2 separate regions of the Mus musculus genome follow, and region 2 is linked to region 1. A link is a contact called in public promoter capture Hi-C data. All regions are on one chromosome and are shown on one strand. The core of a region is the stretch at or near the end of the contact, and the rest is flanking DNA. Distances in the headings are between cores, read along the strand shown. Region 1 holds the start of Slc43a3 (solute carrier family 43, member 3). Region 2 overlaps P2rx3 (purinergic receptor P2X, ligand-gated ion channel, 3).

Region 1 (6,020 bases), core at 2,067-4,566:
CTCGGGGTGTGGCTTAGAAGTTGTGGTGGTTGGAATGACTATGCCCCCAACAGGCTCATACATTTCTATACTTGGTTCCAGTTGGTGGAGAGGACTATGAGGCATGGCCTTGTTTGAGGAGGTGGCTGGCTGTGTGATGCCACCCCCAGTGTACTCTCAGCTTCCTGGTTGTGGACCAGATGGGAGTTCTTACTGCTGTTCCGGCAGCCTTAAGGCCAAGCCTTCCCTACACCGTCATAGACTCTGGAACCATAAGCTCAATTTAATGTTTCCTTTTCTAAGTTGCTTTGGTTTTATACATATATACATATCAATCACAGTAACAAGAAAGTCACCAACACAGAAGTAGACACTTGCCTGCCTTTCATGAATCCCTGGGTTCAATCCCCAGCAGGAAAAAAAAAAAGTTCAAAAAAGTTCAAGTGATTCTAGCATAAATGCCAAAGTTCTTGTTCTTGGGCCCCCTTAGTGGTGGAGGACTTTGTAAAGATAGATAACAAATAGAAAGCAGAAGTTCAGGGGCTCAGCGGATAAGAGCGCTGACTGCTCTTCCAGAGATCCTGAGTTCAAATCCCAGCAACCACATGGTGGCTCACAACCATCTGCAATGGGATCTAACGCCCTCTTCTGGTGTGTCTGAAGACAACTACATTGTACTCACATATAATAAATAAATAAATCTAAAAAGAAGAAGAAGAAGAAGGAGGAGGAAGAGGAGGAGGAGGAGGAGGAGGAGGAGGAGGAAGAAGAAAGCCGAAGTTAATCCCAGAACTCAGGAGGCAGAGGCAGGCAGATTTCTGAGTTCTGGTCTAAAAGTGAGTTCCAGGACAGCCAGGGCTATACAGAGAAACCCTGTCTCAAAAAAACAAAAAAACAAATAGAAAGAAAGAAAGAAAAGAAAAAAAGAAAGAAAGCAGAAGTTCAAAAGACACGTGGCAGAGAAGAAACTACAGGAAACAAAATTCGAGTTTCTGTGTAAGGACTTATTCTCCCCAAAGCTTAAGTGTAAGGAATTTGCTTTACTCTCTACTTTCCTTTTCTCTTTCTTTGCCTCACCACATATCTGCTCCTACATGGGCTGTATTGGGACTTAGCAGACCTGCTTATCAATGAACCTAGCCATGGACACTACTGTAATCAGGAGGCAACAGAACCCTGTAAAAGAGCACGAGGTCTCTGACTCATTTGCAGGGGAAACTCCCAGTGTAAGAGGCTCCTGACTAATTAGAGGGCACCTGAAATTTCACCATTGGGTGGGACAACTCAGAAAATGATAAGCAGCAGAGAATGAAGGCAAAGCCTGAGCCACCTAGATGTGAGGCCCTGCCAGAAAAGAGACTGGGGATTCAAGGAACAAGGAAAGCAGATGGTATCGACTATACATTGTTAATTTTGAAACCCTGGCCTCTCAGGAAGTTGAGCATATAACAGGATAGGACACTACAGGGGAAGGTGCAAAGGGAAAGGAAGCCAGCAGTAGGAAGAGGGTGGTGCTAAGGACGGTGACCCTGCTGCTGGGGCAGGGTTTGCCTCTAAGCCAGACTGCTGCCTCACCACTATCTGGTCTCCCACACACCACTCCCTCTCCCTTGCTTCTGCCCAGGCTTACATGGCTATCAGGCGGGCCACAGTAGTCTTGAAGCGGTCAAAGATGTAGCCAGTGGGAAAGGTCATGAAGTTATTCATGAAGGATGCCAGGGTAAAGATGAGTGAGAACTTCTCATCCTGCGCTTTTAAATCTGGGAGAGAAAAGCTCTTAGGAACCCTGATTATGTGAGACAGAATCTGACGCACCCCAACCTTCCTGCCAGGTCAGTGCCCAGACCAGACTCCCCTCTACCTTGAACAACTTTGCTGACCAGAAAGCTACCAAGGTGCATTAAAATATATTGGTCTCTAAAGGTCCCCCTCTAAAACCAGGTGCTTCCTTCCCCATTTGATAGCCTCCACATAAGGGGTGAGAGGGGGCTGACAGTCCCCCCCCCCCATGGAAAGGCTGGCAGGGTGGGTAAAGCACAGAGACCTTCCTATTCTTTCCCAACTCCCAGGAACCAAGCACAGCTTCCTATGAAAAAGCCATCTTTGTCCTTACCAGAAGGCCCTGTTACATTGCTCTGGAGCAAGCAGTCCTGTTCACAGGGCTCTGAAAAGTAGTTTTCTGCTTTGAACACAAACAACAGTGAAGTCCAGCCAAAGAGGACACCAGCAAAACCGATGCATTCCAAGAGTCCAGTCAACAAGGTGGCCAAGTAAAGGGGCAAGCCCTTGCTTGCCATGGTCTGAGGTGAAGTGAGTCCACAAATCCTGTCCTGAGCTTCAGAGAGGACCACTGGTAGTGATGTGTGGGAAATTCCTTTGGCAAGCTCTCGACTTCAATGAGCCCTCTTGTTCCAGCTGTCTCTGGGTTGAGCAAGAAACGCCATGGAATAACCATGGAGCCTGGAAAATGAGGCAGAAGTAGCCTGGTACAGGAAGCTTGGGAAAAAGACACCGAGGGAAAGGGGTCCTCAGGAGAAAGGCCGTGAGGATTTGGAAAATAAAAACTTTCATACATGACCAGCGAATGCGGTTGAGCCATAGAATGTTATCTAGAATTCATTCCCAAACATGGAAAAACAAAAACAACGCCCACGCACCCCCAACACCCACCCCCCGCCAAAATACCGTCCATACATCCTTTCATTCACAGAACCCGCGAAACTACCCATGGGTAAGAAGATAAGGCAGGTCTCAATGGCAACACATGCCACATAGGAAAAAAAACACACACACACACACACATCCTGCCTAATGTTTGGGGACATCACAAGCAGAGGTAGGAGCTCCCCTCCCACCCCCCCAGAACCCCCGACTTGAAAGCCTGAATACAGTCCACCAGAGGAGCAGCCACCCTGAGCCATTCGAAGGCCTGACAAATAAATGTTCGGTCTACAGCGGGAACTCTTCAGTGCGGCAAAAACAAAAACTTCCGAAGGTTTTCTGAACTTGCCCCAAGGTCTCACGGCTACTTGGTCACTATGAAAAATATCCCAACAAGAGCCTTGTCTCGGACCACAATTCCCATCCCCCACCCCCACCCACCCTCCCGCTGCCTCTACCGACAGTCACTAACTTCCACCAGGCAAGAGGTCGCGCTCCAGCCGGCAGCAACTCTCTCCCGGATCTCTGTCGCCGCAGCCTCGCCGCCACCAGGCTACCGCCTTCCACTACCCTCCGCCCAGAGCCTCCCTGTCGAGCTTTGCCCGGCTCGGCTCTGCTCTGCTCAGCCAGACCCAGCCCAGCTCGGCCAGACCCGGCCAGTATCCTTCCAGTCCTACCCGCGATGGGCCGGTTTCCCGCTCTCATGGCCCCTCCTAGTCCTCTGCCTCAGGTTGGCCGCCTCCTGCTTGTCTCCTCCAGTAAGAGCTTGGGACCCTCCCCTGTCTCCACCACTTCCTTCTTTGCAATTTGCTAAACACATGAAACTCAAGAAGAATGAAGACTGAAGTGTGGACACTATGCCCCTCCTTAGAAGTGGGAACAAAACACCCATGGAAGGAGTTACAGAGACAAAGTTTGGAGCTGAGATGAAAGGATGGACCATGTAGAGACTGCCATATCCAGGGATCCAACCCATAATCAGCATCCAAACGCTGACACCATTGCATACACTAGCAAGATTTTATCAAAAGGACCCAGATGTAGCTGTCTCTTGTGAGACTATGCCGGGGCCTAGCAAACACAGAAGTGGATGCTCACAGTCAGCTAATGGATGGATCACAGGGCTCCCAATGGAGGAGCTAGAGAAAGTACCCAAGGAGCTAAAGGGATCTGCAACCCTATAGGTGGAACAACATTATGAACTAACCAGTAACCCGGAGCTCTTGACTCTAGCTGCATATGTATCAAAAGATGGCCTAGTCGGCCATCACTGGAAAGAGAGGCCCATTGGACACGCAAACTGTATATGCCCCAGTACAGGGGAACGCCAGGGCCAAAAAAATGGGAATGGGTGGGTAGGGAAGTGGGGGGAGGGTATGGGGGACTTTTGGGATAGCATTGGAAATGTAATTGAGGAAAATATGTAATAAAAAAAATAAATAATAAAAAAAAAAAGAAAATAGCTGGCATAACCTGAGGCAAGGGAACAAGTTATCTCCTCCAAACATCACTTACATATACCAGAGACTGGGATTTCCTCAGACAAAGCTTTTAAGCGACATTTGCCAACTTGTAAAATAAAAGAGTCTCTTTCAAAAAAAAAAAAGCCGGGTGTGGTGGCACACACCTTTAATCCCACCCAGGAGGCAGAGGCAGTCGGATTTCTGAGTTCAAGGCCAGCCTAGTCTACAAAGTGAGTTCCAGGACAGCCAAGGCTATACAGAGAAACCCTGTCTGGAAAAACCAAAAAACAAACAAACAAACAAACAAAAACTGTCAATTGGTTGGGTGCAAATATCTGCATCTGACTCTTTCAGCTGCTTGGTTGGGTCTTTCAGAGGGCAGTCGGAGGGTGGATAAAATCTGGAGTTTAAAATTAATTTAATTAATTAATTAAAAAAAAAAAACTCTTCTTTTTTCCTATCCCAACAGTTGTCTAGGATTCAGACAGGGTCTTTTTTGCTCTCTTTTGACTGACTTTAAGCTTTAGGTAATCCTGCCTCAGCTGCCCTAACTAAGCTTGTTTTAACACAGTTCCAGGCGCTGGGCCAGACATAGGGATCAAAAGCAACTGCATGTGGATGCCATTGTGTTTCCGCATTACCTTGCCCCCTCGGGTGGGCACCATACAAACTGTTTCCCACTTGCTCATCACTCGCTCCCCACCTCACGTTTATCCCCAGAGCTGCCAAGAAAACCCCACCATAAAAATCATGAAGCTGGAATCAGGACAGAGGTGCTTATCAGGAACCATCACTGGAGGGGGCCTTGCCTTTCCCCTCTAAGGATCCTTTTCACTGTTCCCCCCGCCCCTGCTGAAACCCCCAGCCCAGGCTCCGAGAGAGCCTTCCTGCCAGACTGCATTGATTAACTATTCATTCACCATCCCATTTTTTATTAATCAAAGACATTTATAATTGCCCATCGGAGCTTGTGATCAGCATGAAATAGCTGGCCTAACCAGCTGTGCTGCTCTCCAGCCCAGAGCAAATGAGCCAATGTCTTCCTTGCCTGAACCACAGTTCTCCTTGGAGAGAGAGCTGCCTTTTTGCATTAGATGCCCAGCTTCCTGGCTCGGCCCTCTTTCTACAGGGAGATGGTGGGAAGGCAAGCACCAGGAAGTGAGGTCCCGATCACCACCCAAACAAAGTATCAAAAAAGACTATTCAAGTGACTTACTGCAGAGGGAGAGACCACAGACCCACTAGCTGCCCCACTAAAACGGGTTCAAAGCACCTTAGTTATAGGAGCTGTCCTCAAAGTGAAGTCCACCTGGAGCGGATTCAGCAGGCTAGGTGAGATTTCCAATTTGTAGTTATCTGGGCCAGAGAGGGAGTTTAGTGGAGAATCCTGAAAGGACTTTGCCCCAAGATCATGCCTCACAGCCCAAACTGCCAACTCCCAAACCTCTGCTCTTAACTGCTCTTAACTTCTCCAGTCTTAACACCAGATATTGAGACATTGCAGAAAACATGTCCTTTCTTTAGAAATTAAAAAGTAAATTAAATTAGAAAGGGGGGAGGGTGACGATGGGGAACTAAAAATACAAGACGAGACAAAAGGGAAACACAGAGCCAGATTTTCCGTTTTCCTGCAAGTCACTGCTGTGCATGCAAGCCCAGCCTCAGCCCCGGGCTCATGTGTTGCTCTCCTGAGGACCTGGTGGATAAGGAACTGGAAAGAGCAAAGGAAGAAGAGAAAAGGTCAAAGCCAAGATAAAGAGAATTTAGAATGCAAATCAGCAGGAGCAGTCAGGAGAGTACAGCTCTGGAGCCGCCAGAGCGCAGGACTCAGGATAAGCCAGCCTAGACTTAAGTAGCTCCTCTCTCCCAAGTGGTAGGATCCTCACCCTATACCCCACTTGACTGCAGAAGGCACTG
Region 2 (6,020 bases), core at 1,557-4,056, 78 kb before region 1:
CACACACACACACACACACAAAACCAAAGCCAGGAATGGTGGCATGTGCCTGCAACCACAGCACTCAGAAAGTGGAAGAGAGAAGATCAGTGTAAGGTCATCCTTGGCTATGTAGGGAGTTCAAGGTCAGCCTAAGCTATATGAATCCCTGCCTCAAATAAAGAAATTAGTTTAGACAGTTTATTTGGGCAAGACTAGAGAGATGGTCTCTGAGGACTCTTTCAGTATAACACTCAGGATCTAAGGGAGCCACCTGAGAGGTATGGTCTCCACTAAGGATCCCAAATAACTTACTCTCTTAGCAGAGGTGGATGTACAAAGGAGCAAAACTACCGAGTTGGGCCCTGGGTAAAGTTCCCAGAGAGTTCAAAGAAGAGTGCTGTCAGGAGATATCTGGCATCCATGCCTAACAGCGCTCTGCCTAAGTGCTACCACATCCCTCCACCTGGGTCCACCACCACTCTCATATAGCAGTTGACACTCAAGGCCAAAGGCCACAAAGTCATCTTTCTGAATGTTCAGATAAGAGAAGAGGGTACACATTATGGTTTCAATAACACAGTGATCTTATGCTGTTGTCTAAGTCTCACAAAGCTACTTAACAGTAGGACTGACACTCATTACCCCAAGTGCATAGCATTCTGTATGCTTTGGCCAGTTATTCCACACCTACTCTCGAAGGAAGATGCTACAATCCTTCCACTGTACTAATGAGAAAAGACGCGGGGCTCATTGTGTTTACTCACTGCCAGTGTAACACATGGAGTACATTTGAAGACCTGGATATGAATAAATATTCTTGACTGATATCCACCACAACCAGGAAAGCTTAGAGACATTCACACTAGTTAATCCTCAGTGAGACATGCATAGCTGGTTGGTACCTTCTACCCTGCTGAAAAACAAAGAACCCTAGTTCTAGGGAAGTGAAAATACCAGCAGATGCCAGCGGCACAATTCACAGCCTGGCCTTTTGCCTCCCAAACAAGTTCATTTGTCTCTCTCTGCAACAGAGGCCAGACTCCTCACCACTCTATTGTTGCCATCAGCTCTGGAGAGAGTGAAATTATTCAGACTAGATTGGCCTTGCTCTAAGCAGCACATTTGATACCCAGGGGCAGCTAGAGACCTGCACCTCCATCACTAATTACATCTGCAGCTCATTTCCATGCCCCCACCTCCCAACTTTCTGCAGCTCTTTGCTTGCAGAATCATTGATTTTGAGATTGTCTAGGTGTTAAAAGATCCATTGGGCACTTCTAGACAAAGCTGTCCTCTTTCAGAGAGGAAACAGGAGCTCTGAGGGAGAAGTGATTTGTCTGAGATTGTGAGAGCAACTTAGTATATATAGCCTTAGAGGTCATTCTATCCTTGCTCCCGCATCTGTCTTCCTAAGACATAATCCCAAGCACAAGGATACTTCATACGGTCACCTGTTTGTAATGAGCCAGGTCCAGTTACTGGCAAAGTAGCCTTGGGGGTGCATCTCCCTTCAATCCTTACCTAACGTGCTTGGTTCTATCCATCTATACTATCCATCTATATTAATTTTTGTATGTTCACTAAAGGCTTTTGTTCTTTCTCCACCTGCAATTTGGTGGAGAGAATTTTCACTCCTTGGTTTGCCTATTCCCCATAGGTAAATATTCTAATTATCCCTCAATATAATGTTTTCAAAGCTTTTTTCCAAGCATATTGAGAATGCAGTTGCTAGGGTTGTCTGGATTTGTGGTGGACAAAGTGCAGCTGTATCTAAAAATAAAACCTAGCAGTTCAACAATGCAGATAAAAGACCCCCAGGAGGTGGCATCCCGTAGCTTAAACACAGGACTGAGAAGTGGGTCTTGCAGCTCAGGTAGACACTCAGTTCACCGGTACAGGGTTTTAAGATGGGCTCCTTGTTGTAATTGTGTGAGCACAGAGAGCATGTGAGGGCATTAATGTGTTCGTTAGCCACTGAATGTGGCTAAGTCTGAGTGAGAGCAAGTCAGTGTGTGTGTGTGTGTGTGTGTGTGTGTGTGTGTGTGTGTGTGTAGGCACTGATGGTTTAATGACAGATTTATAACACTGTATCTATCAGGGATTCGGCAGGAAGCAGATGGCAGTTTCAAATTGGGTAATTCGAGGAGAGCTTAATAAAGGGGCTGATCTGAAAGTGTGGGCAGAGTGCAGGGAAATTACAGGCCCCAAAGATAGGACATGGGTCTACAGGGCAGAGGACAGAAGGCAGGGGCTGGAACTAAAGTCACATGGGCATGTGAGGAGAGGGGAAGCCCCGCCAGCATCCAGAACAGAGACAAAGCAGTGCACCAAGTCAGGGAGAAGCTTGAACCAGAAGGTACATATGAGATCTAGTCCAAGTCCCTCTACTACCAGGTGGAGGCTGCTAATCCCTTTATACTGTTGCTCAAAGTGTGAACCATTGCCCAGTAAAAGAACAGGCACTCACAGACATAAGCAATTTTTTTCTTAAAAGCCATTTTATCTACAAATATAGATTTTCTTTTCTTTAAGATTATTTATTTTATGAGTACACTGTAGCTGTCTTCAAACACGCCAGAAGAGGGCATCTGATCCTATTATAGATTCCTGTGAGCCATCTTGTGGTGGCTGGGAATTGAACTCAGGACCTCTGGAAGAGCAGCAGCAGTCAGTTCTCTTAACCATTGAGCCATATCTCTGGCCCCCAAATATACATTTCCTTAAAAGATACTCTTTTTTAGACTAGAGACGTAGCTCAGTGGTAGACCACTTTCTTAGCATGCCCAAGGCTGTGGTTCTGAGGTCAGTCCCTAGCATGTCACTAAAAGATATTTGTCTGCAAATATAAGACTCACAGGAAGTAGTGACATGGGCCCCCTTTCTCTCATATAGTTCTGTTACCCTCACAGGAAATTAGCATCCTAGATGGGGGCAGGTAGGTCCTTCCAGCTCCGTATACATTTGTACATATGCAATCTAAAATTCCATGTCTTTGAAGACCTCAAAAGCTCACCTCTGTTCCTTATGTTAAGAGCCCTGAACGGTGAACCTGTGAAACCCTTTCTTTCACACCTGTGCTTCTGACCTCATTCACAGATCACCACACCCTCCCACGCAGAAAGGTTTTGAAACTTGTCAGAAATGACCCACCTTCACCAAGGCTCAAAGCCAGAGTCTTGGTCTGTATTCATTCCTTCTAACTTACCTTCAACTATTATGACTTGCCAACAACACACAAATGTAGTAACTGTAAGATTACAGTGCTGATTAGTAGGGGGAAAGCAGAAGCACTTTTTAAAACTCCTTCACCTTTAGTAAAGAATTTTTTTTTAATTCACTTTACATCCCACTCACTTTCCCCCTCTCCGTTACCCCCTCCCACATTCCTCCCCCCCCTCCATCCTCCCTCCTCTTCTCCTCCAAGAGATTGGGGCCCTTTGGATATCCCTGCACCCTGTCACATCAAATCTTTGCAAGGCTAGGCACATCCTCTCCCACTGAGGCCCGGCAAGGCAGCCCAGCTAGAAGAACATATCCCATGGACAGGCAACAGCTTTGGGGATAGCCCCAGCTGCAGTTATTCAGGACCTACATGAAGACCAAGCTGCACATCTGCTACATATGTGCAGGCAATGATCCAGCCTGTGTAAGTTCTTTGGTCAGTAGTTCTGTCTCTGAGGACTCCAAGGGTCCAGGTTAGTTGACTCTGTTGGTTGTTCTGTGGAGTTCCTATCCTGTTTGGGGCCCACAATCCTTCCCTTATTCTTCCATAAGAGTCCCCAAGCTCCATCTACGAACAGAAGCACTTTTCATGATGTCTGGTTTCTCAGTTTCCCTCTAAGAGTTCCTAAGACAGCATTGCTCCGAAAAGGCAGCTCAATTTTGGATTTCCTCTCTTGGTGTCTGGGACAAAAAAAAAAAAAAAAAAAAAAAAAGGCCTGTTCATCTGCTAGCTGTTCCTCGCGTGCTAGGTGTTTCCAGCAGGCGCTCTGTGTTGGAAACGCACCCACAGCAGCTTTCTCAAAACGCAGAGTTGGCCTGGTTCCGCTACCATATCACAGCGTGCAGATCACTGAGCTCCTCGGCCAACTGAAAGAGTCAGAGCTGAAGTGGGCCCTGGCGCTCGTCACTTCTCTACAGTCTGCATTTCCCCTCCTCCTTCCAAATGCCACAGGACATGTGTCTTTAAAGGCAGCCACTTCAGTCCTTTTCACAGAAAACCATACCGTTGGAAGGCCTCTTCCGTGGGGTATGTTTTTTTGTCGCCATGATCCTTTTCGCTCCTCACCATCCTGTGGTAGTAATGAGAGGGCCAGTGGTCCTGGGTGGACCCAGCCTTTTCTAATGTGTGTTTCCATCCTGTCAGCACAGCAACTGATGTTGTTAGTAGAAAATAGGATCGAAAACTTTTTGAGTGCTGACCAAGGAACTAAGAGGGTTATCTTCTCACCTCTGAGGAACTCTGGGCCTCAGAGTCTCCTTTATCTAGCCAAGGCCACATACCTTATATAGTGCCAGAGAAGGTATTCAAAGACTGGGCCGCTGGCCTCACAACCTACACTTGCAGCTACAGATAACATAGCAGGACCAGTAAGGTTGCCTCCCACGCCCTGCTTGCCCATGTGGCCCAGACTAGCCTACAGCTCATGTGACCCAGGATAGCTAGCTTCTAACTCACAGTAATCCTCCTACTTTCCTGATGCCTAGATGACAGGTGTGGGCCGCTCCAGCCAGCTAGTAATGTGCTTTTAAAAATCAACAGCAGACTTTTTAAATGGCTGCTTTTGCAATTAATCAGGTCCCTAGACTCTTAAGTAAATAAACTTGGCTTCAGGCCTGTCTCTCAGGGGAGGAGTCCCAGCAGGCTCTAAGGATGTGGCCCCCGTCCCAGATGCAAAGAGACTGCCAGGCGATATTTTCCTATCGGTACGGAATCAACTGTAAAAGTGTATTTCAGCTGGCAAAATGACTTCCCAGCAGGCAAAGCTTTGCTGAGAACAGCACCTCCTTCACAGAGAAACCCAAATTCCAGGCCCAACTCTTCCTTCCCAAGTCAAACCCGGATCCTGCATGTTTATTGCTGTTTTTCCTGCTGGTTTAACAGTTTTGAGTCCTGCTTTAGAAAGGAGTTTCCACTACTCTATGGGAGGACAAATCATTTCTAAACAGATATATGAGTGCTTCCAAGGGATTTGTGCACCGTGTTAAAAACCCTTCTCCATTCAGCAAACACTGCTGAATGTCAGCTCGGCATGGGGAAGCCCTTGCAATGGCTGGCACTACTCAAAGATAAATTTGGCTGCCTGCTTCCTTGCACAGGAGTGTTCAGGCCTCAGGGATGAAAACTCTTACAGATAATGATGAGATGACTTTGAAGGTCTCTTTCAGCTTCTAGTTCTATCACATGCTGAGCTTCATGGTGGACAGAGAGTTGAAAGAGGCAAGTTCCTGTGATCAAGGGAATGATAAACCTGAACCCAAATAGCAAAATTGTTTATCCATAAAAATGCAGGCAGCTTTCCTTAGCTGTGGGCTCTATATCTGTGGACACTATCAAATGTAGATCAAAGACATTTGAGGAAGCAATTATACACACCCCAAAGAAGAGCTGGCTTTGTTTCCTTCTTATACCCTAAAAAATACAGAAGAACCACTATTTGCACAAAATGTACACTTTGTTAGGCATTCATTATAAGTTATCTAGGGAGGCTCTAACACAAACAAAGCAAGGGGCACAGTTTATAGAGAAACACTATGCAATTTTATATAAAGGGTTTGAGCCTTATATAAAATGGGTTTTGGTGTCCACGGGGCTTCTAGAATCAACCTTTTGGAAATACTGAGAGATGACTAAGAATAATTAAGCTAAGAATAACTAAAACAAAGGGGGTGTAGCTCAGTTGTAGACTATTTGCTTAGTATACACAAGGCCCTGGTTTCTGATGCCCAATCAAGAACAAAACTAGACATGGAGGTACACACCTGTAATTTGAGCATTTGGGAGACTATGGCAGGAGGACCCTAAATTCAAGGTCATT

What was found. Promoter capture Hi-C pulls out the DNA fragments that hold promoters and counts their contacts.
Region 2: a contact with region 1 is called in a promoter capture Hi-C map of 3T3-L1-derived adipocytes, with 2.3 times the contacts expected there. The contact joins the enhancer-like site here to the promoter of Slc43a3 in region 1. A contact is called at or near these places in 12 of 39 promoter capture datasets (the 3T3-L1 cell line, 3T3-L1-derived adipocytes, the HPC-7 cell line and 8 more), 5 of 484 Hi-C or Micro-C datasets (ECoMG myeloid progenitors, bone marrow-derived macrophages, embryonic stem cells and 2 more), 6 of 115 datasets of contacts at active chromatin or transcription factors (the 230-238 cell line, cardiomyocytes, effector CD8 T cells and 3 more) and 2 of 9 other capture datasets (adipose tissue and liver).

What each region holds. Positions count from the first base shown.
Region 1 is chr2:84,933,942-84,939,961 of GRCm38.p6, reverse strand. Slc43a3 (solute carrier family 43, member 3) reads right to left here and starts at 3,316. Exons shown (of 13, transcript NM_021398.3): 1 at 3,113-3,316; 2 at 2,093-2,439; 3 at 1,610-1,739. The coding sequence starts at 2,276.
Region 2 is chr2:85,010,932-85,016,951 of GRCm38.p6, reverse strand. The region is part of intron 8 of P2rx3 (purinergic receptor P2X, ligand-gated ion channel, 3); the gene reads left to right. Among named protein-coding and RNA genes, the nearest start is that of P2rx3, 22 kb to the left of the region's middle. Within about 2 kb of position 2,806, at least 39 of the 459 cell types and tissues checked have an H3K27ac peak or open chromatin away from gene starts, as enhancers often do. A contact at or near this core is called in 3T3-L1-derived adipocytes, effector CD8 T cells, hematopoietic stem and progenitor cells and 1 more, where this site is marked.